Regions from separate parts of the Strix aluco genome. Here region 2 is linked to region 1. Evidence: chromatin contacts called from public Hi-C data. All regions are on one chromosome and are shown on one strand. The core of a region is the stretch at or near the end of the contact, and the rest is flanking DNA. Distances in the headings are between cores, read along the strand shown. Region 1 holds the start of ERN1 (endoplasmic reticulum to nucleus signaling 1). Region 2 holds the start of DDX5 (DEAD-box helicase 5).

What was found. A called contact is a pair of places that touch in the nucleus more often than the background predicts.
Region 2: a contact with region 1 is called in a Hi-C map of brain, with 4 times the contacts expected there. The contact joins the promoter of DDX5 here to the promoter of ERN1 in region 1. A contact is called at or near these places in 2 of 2 Hi-C or Micro-C datasets (brain and heart).

What each region holds. Positions count from the first base shown.
Region 1 is chr21:10,672,910-10,676,636 of bStrAlu1.hap1, forward strand. It overlaps ERN1 (endoplasmic reticulum to nucleus signaling 1), which reads right to left and starts at 1,293. Exons shown (of 22, transcript XM_074847668.1): 1 at 1,147-1,293. The coding sequence starts at 1,227. It overlaps LOC141933222 (a long non-coding RNA gene), which reads left to right and starts at 2,614. Exons shown (of 2, transcript XR_012626040.1): 1 at 2,614-2,741; 2 at 3,415-3,474. LOC141933284 (small nucleolar RNA SNORD104) reads left to right here and starts at 3,272; the gene lies at 3,272-3,334. LOC141933286 (small nucleolar RNA SNORA50) reads left to right here and starts at 3,518; the gene lies at 3,518-3,654.
Region 2 is chr21:10,816,222-10,819,972 of bStrAlu1.hap1, forward strand. DDX5 (DEAD-box helicase 5) reads right to left here and starts at 1,323. Exons shown (of 13, transcript XM_074847805.1): 1 at 1,173-1,323. The coding sequence starts at 1,180.

The DNA of each region.
Region 1 (3,727 bases), core at 43-2,542:
CTCAGTATAATGGCAACAGTAAATGCCAGCTGGCCTTTTCATTGTTTCCGGATCCTGAGAATTTACAAAGAAGAGCACCTTTCAGAACTGAAATTTTGAATACTTAGTTTTCCATCTCAGTAGACAGTATACACAGAGTAGACAGCACCCATTTTAAAGTACACTGTTTAAAATTATTACCTCCGTACAAATAATCTGCTCAGCATTCCATCTGCTTTGCACCAGTTTCACTATTCCCTGTGCTTTTATTGCCCCACGCAACACTTTATAACCAACCTCTTAAGGGGTTGTGTAGAGCAGTGACTTGTGCACTTTGACTTTCACCTTTGAATTTAGAACTGTAGTCTCTTTTGGATACCAACCTACTACATGTACACTTAGTGCACATTGCTATCTTTGCTCTGGAAAGAGAATGATCAAAATGCCATAAGACGGTATACAGGGCATGTAGTTAGTCATGGGTATTCGGATATCAACACACACACACTGGGGTTTTATCAGAAAGAAAACAAGCCTCCTCACTTATGATGTTATGAAGGGACAGAACAAAGATCCAGCATGTTTCATTAATTCCTCTAAACACCTACATAGTTTCAGCTTCCAAAGTTTCTTTGTCCTACTTTTATCAACCGCTTTCTGGGAAGTTAACTGTTCTCTATTTCGAGGATTACTGCATACGCTCCATGTTCGGGTACGGTGTTCCGTGGAACACGGAGGCAGGCACGCAGCCGTCCGGCCGGACCGGGGTGGCACACCGCAGCCCCTCACCCCGGCGCACCCCGGGGGGCACCCGGCACTAACGGCAGGAAAACGGGCAGCGTTCGGCTTCGCAAACACCGCCCATGCGGCGGGCTGCGCGCACCGACGGCAAACTTTCGGCAAAGCCCCGGCAAGAGCCCACCGGGCCGTTCGTGCGTCCCCCCCCCCCCCCCGGCTCCGCTCTCCGCGGGCGGGGGGGCCCGGCCTGCACGGGGCGAGGCCTCCCCTGGCCCTCGCCGGCTCGGCCGTCCCCGCACCCCGAGCGAGCCGTGCCCACCTCCCCCGCCGCGGCCGGGCCGGCGGCTGCACCGCTGAGTGCCCTCCCCGCCGGCCCGCAGCCCCCCCAGGCCCAGCGGGCAGGCTCAGCCCGGGCCGCGCCTCGCTTACCCCGGGCCTCGGCGAGAGCAGCGCCAGCAGCGCGCCCAGGCGGAGGAAGAGAAGGAGAAGGGGGGGGCGGCGCGGCTCCATGGCTGCCACCCGCGGGGGCGCGCAGCGGCTCCCCCCGCGCGGCGCTGCCTGCGGCCGCAGCGTGTCCGGCGCTCCCCGCGCGGCGGGGCGGGGCGCGGCGGGGCCGCCCGCGGTGACGTCGGTGGCCCGACCCGGGCGGCCCCGTCCCCCCACAGGTACTGCCCGCCCGCCCCCCCCCCGGCGGTGCCTTCGGGCTCCCCCGCGGCGCCCGGGGGAGGGGGGAGCTGCGGCCAGCGAGGCCTCGCGGCTCCGTTCCGCTGCCGGAGCCTCCCCGTTTGTGCTTAGCCCCGACCAAACTGCCGCCGGCCCGGGGGGAGCCCGGCCAAGAGCCACATTTGAAACGGCGGGGGGTGCAAGGACAGCTGCTGTTTGTTTGGGGGTTTTAAAACACCTTGTGGGTAAGTTCAGGCTTGACGAATTGCCGCCCTCCCCCAGCACCGCCCCGCCCGGTACAATTTCCCTGTTGATTTTTCGCTTTCAAAGCAGATCGGGTCAAATTTATTTGGCATAGCTCCTGTTTTGACAAAGTCACTGTTGACCCTGGTGTGCCTTGCAATGCCTTAAATAAATGTAAAAACAAAAGAACATGCCTCTCTGAACCAAAAATCAGGTCCAAACTCCTCTGAACTGATAAAAATACACACAAAATTACTGAACCAAATCGAAGAAGCTTTTAGAAACGAGAGTAAATTTACACTGTTTAGCAAAGGCTTAGCTTTCAGGTGCCTATTTATATAACAAAGCCACTTTGTCCTTGCTACATATTGTTTGCTTTTTAATACTGATACCACTAATGGAGCTGCAGAGCACACTGAGTGCTAAATATGCAGTCTGCACATAACAGATCAGCTCTGGCAGCTCCCTCTTAATGTGTGCCTTTGATTATACAGGCAGGAGGCATAATTAATGATCTAACCTGCAAGTCTGAATACATAAAAACATCCTGGAGCAACAAACCACACTGAGATTTCAGTTCTCCGGTACTGACAGATGGGTTTCTTTAGGGGGGACTTGGATTTGAAGCATTTGAGAACAAGCAGACCATCTAACACGCTGCATTACACGTGCCATGGTAACAGCACGGACGAGGAGCACATCTAGACCTCTACCACACGACAGAAAGTCCTCACAGCCATACACAACGGCGGTCAACGCGGGCAGTTGTGCCTCCGTGAAAAGCACACGCGATGTTGTACAAGATCCGGGCCTGCAGTGTTAGTGCTTTCGCTCTGCTGCCTCCGCTCAGCTCCCGGCTTCGGGTTCGGCAGGTACCGCAGGATGGCAGCATTTCCCTTCCCATCGGCCTCCATCTTCCCCGGGAAAAAACCCCTCGTAGCTGCCGGCCCGCCCTCAAGTCTGAAAATTGTCTGGCGAGTGTTTGGGTACCATTACCTCTTAAGCTGAATTTCACGCCGTGCTACGTTAAGGAAGTTTTTCAGTTTCGCAAACACTGCGTATGCCACCACCGGATTGTAGTTATTTAACACGAGTGCCTCCCAACGGCCTCGCAGGAGGTAGGAAAAACGTCAAAACCAAGGGCTGAGGCGGGAGGAGGCCACCCGGGGCGGGAAGACGAGCGTCACCCTGCGCCCTCCCGCTCCCCTCGCACCTCTCCTCAGAAACTGAGGAACCACCTCTGAGGTGGGCAGCTCTGAGGTCCGAGCGGGGCCTAAGCTTTTACATTTTTAATATTAAGCCCTATTTTTTAACAACAACAAAGCGCTAGAGCAAACTACTAAAGAAAAGAGTACTGTTTCTGAAAAGGCGAATAAAACTACCGGGGAGGGGCCAGGTTCGCCAGGCTCCCTCAGGCTCCTCCCGCCTCCGCCCTGCCCTCCTCAGCCCCGCCCACCCCCGCGCGCAACCGCACCCGGATGAGCACGTGCCACCGAGTTTGAATCCTATTGGGCGAAACAAGGAGGGGCGGGCGCCGGTTGTCTATAAAAGGGAGCTCGGCGGAGCATCGACCTTTCTGTCAGCGCGGCGAGCGGAGGTGAGCGCTGGCGGCTGGAGGAGGGGGGCGGACGGGCGGGTAGGCCGGGCCGCGCTGATGTCTCTTGACACGTGTTAGACTGCTGACATGCATGAAGCAAACCTACTACTGAGCGCCCAGGCTGCCGCCCACTCTGCGGGGCGGCTGCGGTGCACTGCGTCTGTAACCTCCCCGTTTCCCTCTGTGTCTTGCAGGGCCCGTGGGGCGACCAGCGGCGGTGAGCGGCCGGTCAAATAAAGCTTTTGTGCACCCCGCGAACGTGTCCGGCTGGTTCTTGCGCGCGTCTCCGCCCGTTCCCCGCACTGCCTTTGACCCGGCGGCGTGCCCTGCCCGCGGCGCCGCTGGCCAAGCTGCAGTGCTAGAGCGAAGCGCTTGTTCATAACTGGGGCTGCTCGGCCCGACCCGGGTGGCTCTTTTAAAAGCAAGTGACAGCTCGTCGCGGCCTCCCCCACCCGCACTTCCCGGCGCGGAGCTGCGGGCGGCACAAAATGGCGCCGCGGCCTGAGG
Region 2 (3,751 bases), core at 73-2,572, 140 kb after region 1:
GGGGCAACTTTCCCATAAACCGTTTTCTTGTATCCCAAAAGAGAGACTTCTCTCAATAACGATGTTTTACGAGGCCATGCATTTTTACGTTAGTATTTTAGGTTCGCTCACTCCGTTCAGAAAAGGCTCATCTCGAAAGCCTGGCCCGGCAGCCCTGAGGCGCAGCTCGAAGCCACGCTAAGCCCTGCACTGAGGACCGCTAAACTGGATCCGAGCGTGGGGCTCTCTCCCCCGCCCCGATTGCTCCCCAATTTTGGCCGGGCAGGCGCTGGGAGCGATCCTTCCCAGCACAACACAGCGCTCCCAGAGGGGACCTGGCTGAGTGGCCGCTGCTTCCTGCCAGCGCTGTTTCCTTTGTCTCTCATTTCTGTCTACGCCACATTTTCCAGCCGCTGCCATTTTAGAGTCTGAGCTGGGCGGGGGGAGGAGGAGGAGGAACAAAGGCAGCAGCAGCAGCCGGCATTTTGATTTCCCCTCAGTCACCGCATGGCGGGGCCGGCCATTAACATCCGCTTACACAACACAAAGCGGGAGCCGGCCGGCTTCTGCCAGCAGCAGCTAGAGCCACCGTCCCTTGTGAGGGGGAAGGGAGGAAAAGGGAACCGCCCTACCGAGAGCTCCCCAAGGCTTCGGCACCGACGAAACGCCCGGCCAACCCACTGACCCACAAACCTCCAGCCAGCCCGCGCTCCCCGGCCCACCCCCAGTGACGGGGGGAGAAGGGAGAATCGAGCTCTGCGTGGGCCATCCGCACCCGGGGGTACGTCCCCGGAGAGCAGGGGGGCGAATCCATTTTCCCCGCAAAAAAAAAAAAAAACACCCACCCACCCGCGTCCCTCATAAGCCGTCACACACAAGCGGGGGCAGCGCTGAGGCGGACGGACCGAGCCCCTTCGCGGATCACACCGCCACCCACGCACAGCTGCCGCCCTTAAGGGCTCCTTAAAGCATTTCCCCTTCCCCGGCCTCCCCGCGCGAAGCTCCGGAGACCTCGAGACGGCAAGTGCTGCGGAGAAGGGCTCCAGGGCCCAACCCCCACGACTCGCCGCCATTTTAAACGGCTAAAAAAACAACCACCAGCACCCCGCAGTCAGTCTAAGAGTCCGGACGCTGGCGGCGGCTAGCGCCGGCCGGGCCCCCGGACTCACCCTCTATCCCTGTCGCTGGAATACCCGGGCATGGTGATGGTGGCGGTGGGCGAGACGATCCCGGTCACTTAAAGTGGGTGTCGAAGGAGAGGACAGGATACGACGCCGTCGGTGGGGGCCACTGAATGTAGAGCGCCCCTCCGCCCGGATGCCGGTTATATAAGGGGGCCGCGGGGGCTGCTGGGAACCGGCTGGTGACGCCAGCGCAGAGCCCGCCCCTCTGTTATGTAACGACCCAGCAGCCCCCTCCCCGCCCCCTCCCGTGGGGGCGTGGCCACGGCCCGGCCGACTGACCGGCTTCTGCGCTGGCGGCCGGAAGTTCCCCCCCTCCTTGGGGCGTGGCCTCCGCTGACGTCACGGTCCGCAGCGCCCCACCCGGAGCGCCGCTCCCCCCCCCCGTGAGGAGGGCGCGAGCGGCCGCGCCTGCGCAGAGCCGCCGGCAGCCGCGGCCTGGGGGCGCTGCTTCGGCCCTTGGCTGAGGCCTTTGCGCGCCGCCGATGGGTCTTGGCCTGACGGCAGCGGGGATTTCCCCCCTCCCAGCCCTTGGTCACTGCAGCTTGATGCCTTTCGGCCTCCCGGCTGGCCCAGAGAGCCGTTTGGCTCCCAGCTGTGGCGCAGGAGCCTCGGTGAGGCGGCGTGCTTCAGTCCTGGCTGGGGCCGGAGGGCAGCTGGTGGAGCAGAGGGACCCCAGCTGCCCGCAGTGGCGTTCCCTGAGCTCAAAGCCTCACAGATACAGTCACATAAACTGTTTGTGGAAAGCCTCCTGCAAGTGATCTAACAGGTGAAACCCAGGCTTAAGCGGAGTTGCCACGTTTTAACTAGTAACTGATACCTGAAGGAAGGGTAGGTGCAGCCACGCACCTCCCGCGATCTTCGAGAGACTCGAGTCAGGTACACAGATCCTCACAACAGGTTGGACACAATCGTAATAGCAGATAGATTATTAAATGCTACTTTGAGCAGTGCTTTTAGACTGCTACCCATTGCCCTTTATAAATATTAAATACATGTGATTGGAAACAGTTACTATTTTTATCTTTCCAAATTCCACACCAGGACTAGTAAAGCAATTCAAAGGTCACAAGAAGTGCACCAGTGCACTAAAGGACGGGGCTGTTTAGAAAGTGCATGTATCATGAACATCAAATAGCTGAAGCGGATACTGTGTTGCTTATCTGCCCTGCTTTGCTAGCCTGAGGAATAACTTGAATGTCTTGCTACCCGAGGCTTAAAGCACACAAAAGAAAAGGTGAAGCTTGAAGCATAAATGCAATCAACCATATTGCCAGACCACCTGTTTCAAGCAGTGGTGAATGCAAATGAAAACAACATAAGGAAGAAGTGCTGTAATAACACTCTCTGTTTATATCCTCCCACCTTCTAGCAATCCATGCTTTAAGGCTTTTCTGAGACAAAAATAACTGTATTTTATGGCCATTTCTTCACATTTTTGTTCTATTTATACTCTTAGCTCTTAAGACACCATGACAATGTCTTTCACAGTTTAATCATACACTACCTGAAAAACATTTCCTTTCATTTTCAACACATTGCCTGCTAAGAACAAGGGGCACGAATGAGTTATTAGAAATGGTGAGTAATAAATTTCTATTTATTTATACCCTTTGTGGACATTAATATCTTCTAAGTCACCTCCTTTGTAAACCAAAGCTACAGTCTATCTAATCCTCTCCTTTAAAAGCAAATCCACACTTCTGATTATCCTTGCCATTTTCTCTTTATTAACAAGGATTCAGGATTTGAGCCCCATACAGATTTACATAATGAAGGCACAAAGACGCTTTTGATTTGTTATGTATTGTTTCCTAATCTTTGTCCTTTTTTTTTGATTGTTGCTAAGAACGGAGCAAGGTTTTTCAAAGAATACTACTAGACGTTTCCATGATCTCTTCCTCAAACTAACACCTAAATTAGGCTTTTATTTGTTTGTGAATAGCCACAGCTGTTCCCGCTCAGCAATTTGGAATACCACCTCCATCACTCACTTTTTTATTGTTTTGTTCTTTCAGTAGCACTTCAATTTGACTAGGTTTCTTAATCCTGCAAATTGCCTGCAAATATCCCCTGCAAATTTCTGATAGGGGATCCTCCCCATTTTTTTCAGTAGGAGTTACTGATTTAATATAGTGTATTAAATATTTTTCTCCCCAAATACCCCTTTTAACACTCTATACCTACTGACCCTATAGGCTTCCTGCTTCTGATGAGTCTGAAAAAGGTTTTTTCAAAGGCTGTGAAAATGTCTGATCTTTTCTTATTCTTGCCCATTATATTTAGCTTAACAGTTTATTTTTATTTTTTTGTTTGTATATAACTTACTGGTTCCTGTTACTGTGCTGTTTAACCTTGCTAACATTTTAAAGAATTGAAAAGACTAAACAAAAACCTCTGTTTCGCTTGCACGCATTTAGTCTGCAAGTAACTCCTTTTGATTTCCTCTTTGAGATCAACTTCCTCATTTTTGTGTTCCACCCCTTTAAGGTAAACAGAATTGATTTTCTTGTTTTCTTACTTTGAGCAAAGCAAATCCACACACCTTTAGAGCTGCATATCTATCGAACTGAAATCCATGTTCTAGTATT